Regions from separate parts of the Triticum aestivum genome. Here region 1 is linked to region 2. Evidence: chromatin contacts called from public Hi-C data. All regions are on one chromosome and are shown on one strand. Each heading gives the region's core, a stretch centred on a gene start, on an enhancer-like site or on the middle of the called end of the contact. The rest is flanking DNA. Distances are from core to core; before and after follow the strand shown. Region 1 holds the start of LOC123182167 (U-box domain-containing protein 29). Region 2 holds the start of LOC123182165 (histone H3.2).

The links. Hi-C and Micro-C count contacts between places; a contact is called where the count stands out from the background.
Region 1: a contact with region 2 is called in a Hi-C map of leaf, with 4 times the contacts expected there. The contact joins the promoter of LOC123182167 here to the promoter of LOC123182165 in region 2. A contact is called at or near these places in 2 of 5 Hi-C or Micro-C datasets (both in leaf).

Annotation. Positions count from the first base shown.
Region 1 is chr1D:372,427,741-372,432,124 of IWGSC CS RefSeq v2.1, reverse strand. It overlaps LOC123182167 (U-box domain-containing protein 29), which reads right to left and starts at 2,071. Exons shown (of 1, transcript XM_044594644.1): 1 at 284-2,071. The coding sequence starts at 1,888. The coding sequence ends at 527.
Region 2 is chr1D:372,140,271-372,144,744 of IWGSC CS RefSeq v2.1, reverse strand. It overlaps LOC123182165 (histone H3.2), which reads left to right and starts at 1,447. Exons shown (of 1, transcript XM_044594641.1): 1 at 1,447-2,134. The coding sequence starts at 1,536. The coding sequence ends at 1,946.

The DNA of each region.
Region 1 (4,384 bases), core at 822-3,321, 290 kb before region 2:
CGCCGCCCTCACACCCGGCCAGCTTGGATCTGGCCCGGTCTGATCCCTGCCCCGACGCTAGGGGAGCTGCGAGAGGATTTCAACGGCACACACTCTTCGTTTTTGCGATCAAAATTCTCGTTGTTAATTCAATTTGCAGCGCGATTTTCACCAATGGAAGCAACACATTTGCAGGCCGGTCCCGATGACATGTCGACCGCGTGTGTGTTGATCAGTCCATTGACCAAAACTAACAAAACCACTGCGAAAGGCATCTAAAATAAGCGCAGTAGCACACCACCAATTCAGAAGAGAACAAGAGGTAGCCATCCACTCCACTACGCGTCCAAATTACGGTCGCATGTACAGGTAATACTGCGAGTATCTCGACATTTTTCCAAACAAAAATGCTATCTTGCCCACTTTGACTTGGTTTCTTGCGTCCCCACTCTGAATTTGTCCTTGTTATTTCAGTTTGCACAGCGATTTCACCAATGGAAGCAAACACAATTTGCACAGCGGGTTAGCTCGACAAATTTACTTGCTGCTAGTAAGGCATGACATGGATGGTGCGGCTGTCGTAGGAGGAGGAGACCATGCCCTTCCTCTCCTGCTCCATCCTCACGGCTCTCAGCAGCTCGCCGGCCATCCTCGACGTCGCCGGCGAGCAGTCCCCTTGCATCACCACCAGCAGCTTCCCCACCGCTTCCGGCGCGGCTGCCAGCGCCTCCCTCATCTTCCGGTCCCCGCCCCCCGCGCAGCAGGACAGCCACAGCAGCGCCACCGCGGCCTCGCGCCCCATTTGCCCCACCCGTATCATCCTGCCCATCACGGCCGCCGCCACCTCCGCCGCGTCGTCGGCGATGGCTGCTTTACCATCGCTGCAGCGGGCTGCCTCTACTAGTAACATCAGCGCCGACTCCGCCGCGGCCGTGGGCGCGGCCGCCACGGCCAGCGCGAGCGCGGGCACTCCACCGGCTCGGACCATCGACGCTCGGGCGGGCCGCCCGCGTACCTGCACGGCCGCGGCCATGCACAGGATGGCTGCCGGTGACGCGGCCTCCTTGAGGATCCTCACCAGATCGGGGAACAGCTCCGACCTGTCGGCGATTGCGGTCTTCACGTCGGCGTCCGGCACGGGCGACGTAAGGATCGCCTCGAGAACCACAACGCCGGTGGGACCTGCGGCAAGCAGCGTTGCCACGACGCGTCCCAGATCGCCGGCCACGAGCACGGTGATGAGGGCTTTCTTGGCATCTTCGCTGACTCCGCCCGCGGACAAGACGGCAGCCATGGCCTCCACGGCCATCTTGACCCGTCCACGCTTCTCCGTGCCGTCCCGGGTCAGGTAGGGCACCATCTCCGGCGCCACAGTGGCCAGGATCCTCACCGCGTCGACGCGCGCGTCGGTGCCGGCGCCCCCCTTGGCGAAGGAGAGGAGCGCCGGCACGGTGGAGTCGAGATCAGCGGCGACGGCGGACGCGACGGAGGCCTGCTTCCCTTTCTCCGGCGCGATCTTGGCGGCCAGCGAGCGCACGGCCTTCTCCGCAGCGGCGGGCTCACCGTGCGAGGCGGCGAGCTGCGAGAGCGCCTCCTCGGGCGAGGGCGAGGGGGGCAGCGTGGCGGCGTGCAGGTGGATGAGGCGGCGAAGGAGCAGGTTGGGCACCAGGTCGGTGGACGCGAGCGGCAGCCGCGTGGCCGGGCAGGTGCGGTGGCCGGAGTCGAGCCAGCGCTGTATGGACGCCCGGTCGTATGTCGCGCCGGTGGGGAGGCTCACCGGCGAGCGCATCACCTCGAGCGAGATCGGGCACTTGAACGCGGCCGGCGTGGTCGGGGAGGCGGCCATCACGAGCGGCTCCGGCGGCCGGATCCGCCGCCTGGCCTGCTGTCCGGCGACGAGCGCATCCATGGCTATTGGCGGGGATTGCTGAGCCTGAGCTACTGGGGACAGTGGGGGGAGGAAGTGCGGGCGGCCGAGGCCTTAAGAACGAGTGGGGGTGATGTCAGCGGGTCAACGGTCAAAGTCAAGTGGGTGGGGATGGTGGTGTTGACGTTTTCGCTCTCGATAAGGATGGCCATTGCCCATTGGTAGAGCAACCTCGTGCCATCACCAATGGAACAAGCGGAGCGTGGAGGATGGGAACGAAGATGCCAATATAATTCAGACTTTTTTGCGGGACCTGCTTCGGGGTTTGTTCGTTTATAAAATGTGCAGGCTATGAGACTTGTCTGGGGTCCTGTAAATAAATCAGCAGAAAATTTTGAATGAGAGCCATGCTCCTTCTTCCAATTTTTTTGTACTAGAAATCAGCAGTAAATTTTGCCTTTTTTCCACCAGCTACAGTAAACACGTGACAGTCAAGTATTAGGATTTCAACAAAACAGAGAACTTTCGCAAAAATTACTCTAGAAATAATGTACAATTAACTTTTCCCATCGTATCGTTGATGAGAGCTGAACTGCAAATTCTATCTTAACTTATGCATTAATGCCTCAAGTTGCCGTAAAAAAATTGCTATTGCATTATTTTTGTCACTTTAATATAAAAATCATACTCCCTCCATGCTCTTATACAAGGCCACTTCATATTTTTATGTCTAACTCTGACCATTAATTTTACTAACAAAAAGTGAGTTATGTGCAACAAAAAGTATTTCATTGGATGCACATTTCAAAAAACTTTCCAATGATATATTTTTATAGCATATAATTCATATTTTGTTGATCAAAATCATAAGTCAAAGTTTGGTACGAAAAACGAAGTGGCCTTGTATAAGAAAATGGAGGAAGCACAATTTTTTGCGAGAAAACTTCCGATATATTCATCTTCAATTATGGTAGTACAACGAATATCAGAAATAATAAAAGTTCAAAAAACACAATAAAAATAATAAAAAATACAACCAGATTCGTAGACCACCTAGCGACAACTACAAGCAATAGAGCGAGCCAAAGGCGCGCTACCATCATCGTCCCTCCCTCGCTGAAGCCGGGCAGAACCTGTTGTAGTAGACACATGGTCGTCTCCAGGAATTCGGGGCCCTGGGCGAAAGCCAAAAACAGGGCCAAAATTTTGAGCAATTCATATAACAGAAGAACTAATATGCATAAAGCACAGTCTCACTTTATTATATAGTTTCAAGTATGTTTTATTTTGAATAATATTTAGACATATATCAATACTTATGCTAAAAAATAGTAAATGATAGTACAACAACAAACTAACCTCATGTTCTACCAAAAAAGGAGCATCCATCTAGTATTTCGTGAAATAAAATCTTCAATCATATCTTTATACTTAATCTTTTTCAATATAACTTTTTCAAGTGATATTGTCGCCAATCTGTTGAGTATTATATGCACCCCCTTCATCGACAAAATTACCATCATCCGTTTTTTGCATCAGGAGCCTCAACCTCTGTTGCATTCCTTTATCAACATTCACATCTGCAGCTTAATTTTCAGAATCAAGTTAAGTGTCTCTCACAAATATCTGTCAAGGGCATCCGCTTGAGACTGAGCCTCAACTTTCGGCTTTTGTTTCATCTTACCTTTGCAGCATCAAAATCATCTTGGTAATTCTAGTAGACATGATGAATATTCGGGAAGAAAACCTAACAAATTTAAATGATCAAACATAATAAAATTACCTTCATATGGTAATGATCTGGAGATGGCCAGATCTTAAAATACAAGAAAACAAACTAAAAAAGAACCTTGCTCTTGAAGATTAAAATACAGTCAATTGTCCCGGCATGAGTGTGTTCCTGAATAATTTTGTTGGTGTTCTTCCTGGTCGAAGCAGGAACGGCACCACAGTCCGTGGCTATTGCGTATTCATGGCAGCAAGACGATCATCCGATGGGATAGGATCGGATCATTGTAGGCAACTACGCCGGCACGAGCACGACTGCTAGGGCCTCACCCCTCCTGTCTTGGGGGAATATCTAGTGCTACCGCTGTCACGCCCCGAGACAGGACCTAGGCAAGACAGCTAAAATGGTATCAGAGCAAATGACACGTACATGTCAGAGTCCAGCGAGGAGGCACGCCAATACCGCATGCAAAATGTGTACCATCCTATGCGGTAGTACAATGCAGTACAAGAGCTAGCTGGCCTATCGAGAGAAGAAAATGCAGCTAACCACCAGTATGAGCTAGTTGGCAGGCTACTCGTACATGCATTAAGGCAACTGGGTGACAAGATAGAGATCGAGCAGACACGACGGATGCGGTTGCCATGCATTGATGCATGCATGTACATGTACGTGGACTAAAGCAAATGTAGTACTCCACCATCTTCTAAGCTAGCTTGTGTAAAGAAAAATCTACTAATGCTTAGCATGCACGTACTAGTCTTAATATATTGATCTCCAAAATTATTTATAAAAACTAGCATGCCCGA
Region 2 (4,474 bases), core at 198-2,697:
CGACCGATCAAGGGTTAGAAAGCGTTTCCCTCGTGTGGTTTTGCTAAGTTTCTAAGAGCTTCCCACTCAGTTTTGGGAAGCTTCCAGGCCGCTTTATTTTTTATGTTGTTCTTCTATCATTTTGTTTGCCTTGTTTGTTTTTATCTCTTTTTTTCTTTCAAATTCACATATTTTTGAAGTCCGTGAATATACTTTTAATTTCACGAACATTTTTAAATTTGTATCCATTTTTTGAATATGTGAACTTTCATCAAATCCGCAAAACGTTTTTAAAATAAAAATTATTATTTTTGAATTCACAAAACATTTTAAAATTTCATGATTTTTAATTTCAAACATTTTTTGAATCGATGAGTATTATTCAAATTCACATTTTTTAAATTTTTTGTTGTTTTTGTATTCATGAGCATTATTCAAATCCGCAAACATTTTGAAGCTCGTGAACATTTATCGAATTCATAAACATTTTTCGAAGTCGTGAACATTTTTTGTATTCCATGAACAATTTTCAAATCCCTAAACATTTTTGTATTTAATGAACATTTTTTGAATTCAAGAATGTATTCAATTTCATGAGCTTTTAAAACTCGCATTTTTTTCATATTCGTTAATTTGATTTGATGTTGTGATTTTTTTCTCAGAACACGGTTAAAAAAAAAATATCTGTCGCGACAGACTTGAGCAATGCTCGCTACTGGCCCGTTGGCCTATGCACAGTTGCGCGGTTGCCTACCCGAGCGACACAAGTGTTGGTATCGCTTGAAGCGGTACATGTCACCTCCCCTCAGGTGATGGCACACGGCATCGTCAATCCTCCAGGGCAACTCAACCCTGAAGTTCTTGCTGCTGCTACAATGAAAACACTAGCCGCATTGTTTGGGGAATAGAAGAAATGGCATCTTCTTGGTTAAAAAGGTTCATTTTTTTACCATGTGACATGTGTGATAAGCAATCCGAACTAGTCCATCCGTCCCAAATTTCTTGTCTTAAATTTGTCTAAATACGGATGTATCAAGTCATGTTTTAGTATTAGATATATCCATATCTAGACAAATTTAAGACAAGAATTTTGGGACGAAGGGAGTATTAAAAAAAGGTTCATTTTTAAAAGAAGGAAACACATCAACGCCCTGCAGTGACAAGCTTAAAATTGCTAAGGAGAAGAACGCATGTCTCGATCCCTGGCACGCTAAGGCCCAAGCAGAGGGCCACACGGTCACAGCCCACTGGGAACCGCAACCAATCAGGGCGCAGGAACCACAACGCCGCGGATCGCCCCCCACGATCCGCGTGCCTCACCCGAGGCCACATCACCACCGTCCACTCCTACCAAATCCAACGCTCCAAACCCACCTTCCCTCCGAAAACAATCACCCACCCGCCCCCGAAACCCAAAATTTCCGCAGCCTCGCGCCCGCCCGCCGCCTATTAAATCCTCCCGCTCCCCCGTCCTTCTCCTCACTCCAATCCCATCCTCCATTCCCAGATCCCCCAAGAGCTCGCACTCCCCCACCCCACCCCAGCCTCTCGTCCCGATGGCCCGCACGAAGCAGACGGCGAGGAAGTCCACCGGCGGCAAGGCGCCGCGGAAGCAGCTGGCGACCAAGGCGGCGCGCAAGTCCGCGCCGGCCACCGGCGGCGTGAAGAAGCCCCACCGCTTCCGCCCCGGCACCGTCGCGCTCCGCGAGATCCGCAAGTACCAGAAGAGCACGGAGCTGCTGATCCGCAAGCTCCCCTTCCAGCGCCTGGTGCGGGAGATCGCGCAGGACTTCAAGACCGACCTCCGCTTCCAGAGCTCCGCCGTCTCCGCGCTGCAGGAGGCGGCCGAGGCCTACCTCGTCGGGCTCTTTGAGGACACCAACCTCTGCGCCATCCACGCCAAGCGCGTCACCATCATGCCCAAGGACATCCAGCTCGCCCGCCGCATCCGTGGCGAGAGGGCCTAGAGCGCTTCGAGCTTGGTTGGAGGTGTAGAGGTGTTAGCTTCTGAATCTGTGTTGCGTGGTGGAAATCTGGCGTTGTGGTAGTAGGATTCCTCTGTTCGTGCCATCGTGGCTGTGTTATGTTCCTGTTCTGTGTCTGATGTAACCATCTTGTTACCATCAGCAATGAAAAGTTGGCTATCGGATCTGAATTCTGTGCTGTGTATTTGTTTGTCAGTGTGATCTTGCCCCAACTTTGAACGGAAGTTGGATTACTGGTAGCTTCGAGTGTCAACTGAAAGCCCCAAACTAATTGCATGCCACCTTTGTGTGCTTCTGAATCTCACAGACAAACCAATTGCATTACTGGTATTTTCGATTGTCAATTGAAATAGTGTGTCGGTATTATTCCTGCCTGTTTGTTGATAATATAATACGGCTAATACATTTCTCGTTGTATTTCTTACAGACGGCCTTGCAGGATGTGTTGCTGCTGTCCTGAACCATGATATTTTCTATCTATAACACCTGTTCAAAATGACCTGATCAGAATATTTACTCTGAATATGCTTTTGCCATCCAATCTGAGCCCATTTTCGTCTCCTGAACAAATAAAAGTACTGTAGATCATAACTTCCTTTTTCCCGATTGGAAACTGGAGTGTAATTTGAATATTCTGATCAATGGTTAAGCTAGTATGTGATGATAATCCTCAAGCCTGGCCAACCCGTCAAACATTTTTCCTGATGTCTTGCCAGCATTGGGTATGTCATTCTCTGAGCTCTGAGGTGTCTGATGGGTTGCTGCTACTCGTCACTGGTTCACTGTAGTCGTCATTCTGAGCAGGACTACAAGAGTAATGGCTCCATGAAAGATAGTAAGTTGAATCAGGTATCATGCGTGGGAAAACTAATAGCCATTCAAAGCACCCCACTGGAAAAATCCATCCAAACCTATATATGTGCATCATTTTCTTAAAATAAAGAAATGGCACGCAGTACAAGCCTAAATACACAAATTAATTGTCACTATTTTTTTTCTAACATATACATATATCCGTGTCATCTTGTTTTCTAGGCAGTCATGTATTTGGTGTGAAATCCCCTCAATCGTTTGTTATCCAGGCAGTCAAAACTAAGTTCAGTCTGCACACTTGTACATGCATTTCTTTTAACTGAACTTGTAAAAGCATCAGATCTATAATATTCAGAGTTTCTACTCAAACAAATATTACATGGCAATAGTTTGATGCTGCCGCTGTAGGAGCCTGAGTACGCGGTGATGTTTGCGGCTAGTTCAAAATTTAAACATTGATTCACAGAAATTTCTTTCATACTTTATGCAGTATTTACTTGCATTGTTATTTTTATGTTTTTCTTGAAGGTGTAAACCGCACCGGGGGTGGGGGTGGGGGGTGGGATGAGGCTCCCCATCTGAATATATTACAAAAATGATTTATTTTTTATGGTTGTATGCAGTTGAGGAATATGGAATGAGGAAGAGGATAAGGACTATGTTGGCAGAACCTTTTAATGCAGTTCTTGTTGTGGCGACAGCATATATCATTAGGAAGAGGAGACAAGGGAGATAAGTCGTTTTAGTGATGACGAGGACAGGCATAAGATTAGGAGGTATGTGCTGAAAAATATATATGATGGGTCTTGAAGTAACATGCTATGACGAGCCGCGTTGAACTGAAGGAACATTCTGTATGTGGGAGGTGTGGGCTGCATGACAGCGTGCATATTACAGTTGAAGAAAGCTTATTCTGTATGTCATTGACACATTTTTTTTTTAGGCTAACTGGCAGGTGTTCTGCCTTTTCATTAAGATTAGGAGAGAAACAGGGTGTTATAAGAGGAGCAGGGGTAGGAAAAGAGAGGATCCAGTAGCCTTAGGCTCTGGCTATACATCCATACTGTCTACGTTTCCTGACTATGGGGGAACAACAGGGAGAGGTCATCGTACGTCAGGCGAGAGACAGAGGCGGCCGTGCTAGATGTCTGTCGAAAAATTCTTCTGTTGCGTTCGTTCCAAATGTGCCATGCATGGTAGGCGGCGGCTACAGCAGCTTGCTTGCTTATGGAAGAGAAATGAAGCCACCAATCTTCAGTTGCCTGGAAGGGAGGCATCGGTTGGAGTTGCAGCCCTGGGGAGGCTCTGCCAAGGAGATGCCACACCTCCCTGCTGTACGAGCACTGGGAAGAGAGGTGCAGTGCCGTCTCAGGCAGCTGGTCGCAAAGCACACAGGTCGCCGCTTGCGTGCCGCCTCTGGCGCGAAGCCTATCAATAGTAGAGAGCCTGTCCAGCGACATTAGCCAGACAAAGAATTTGACCTTGGTCTCCATTCTCAATGACCAAATCTTCGCAAGCGCCGGCCGGGTGATGGCACCAATGAACTGAGCATTGTAGGCTGTTTCGGCACTGTATGCACCATTAGACGTCCAGTTCCAGTTGATTGAATCCTCATTGTTTGTGAGAGTGATCTGCTGAATAAGGCCCCATAGGTTGATAAATTCATGGAGGGCGTCAGGTGAGTTCAGGCGCTGGAG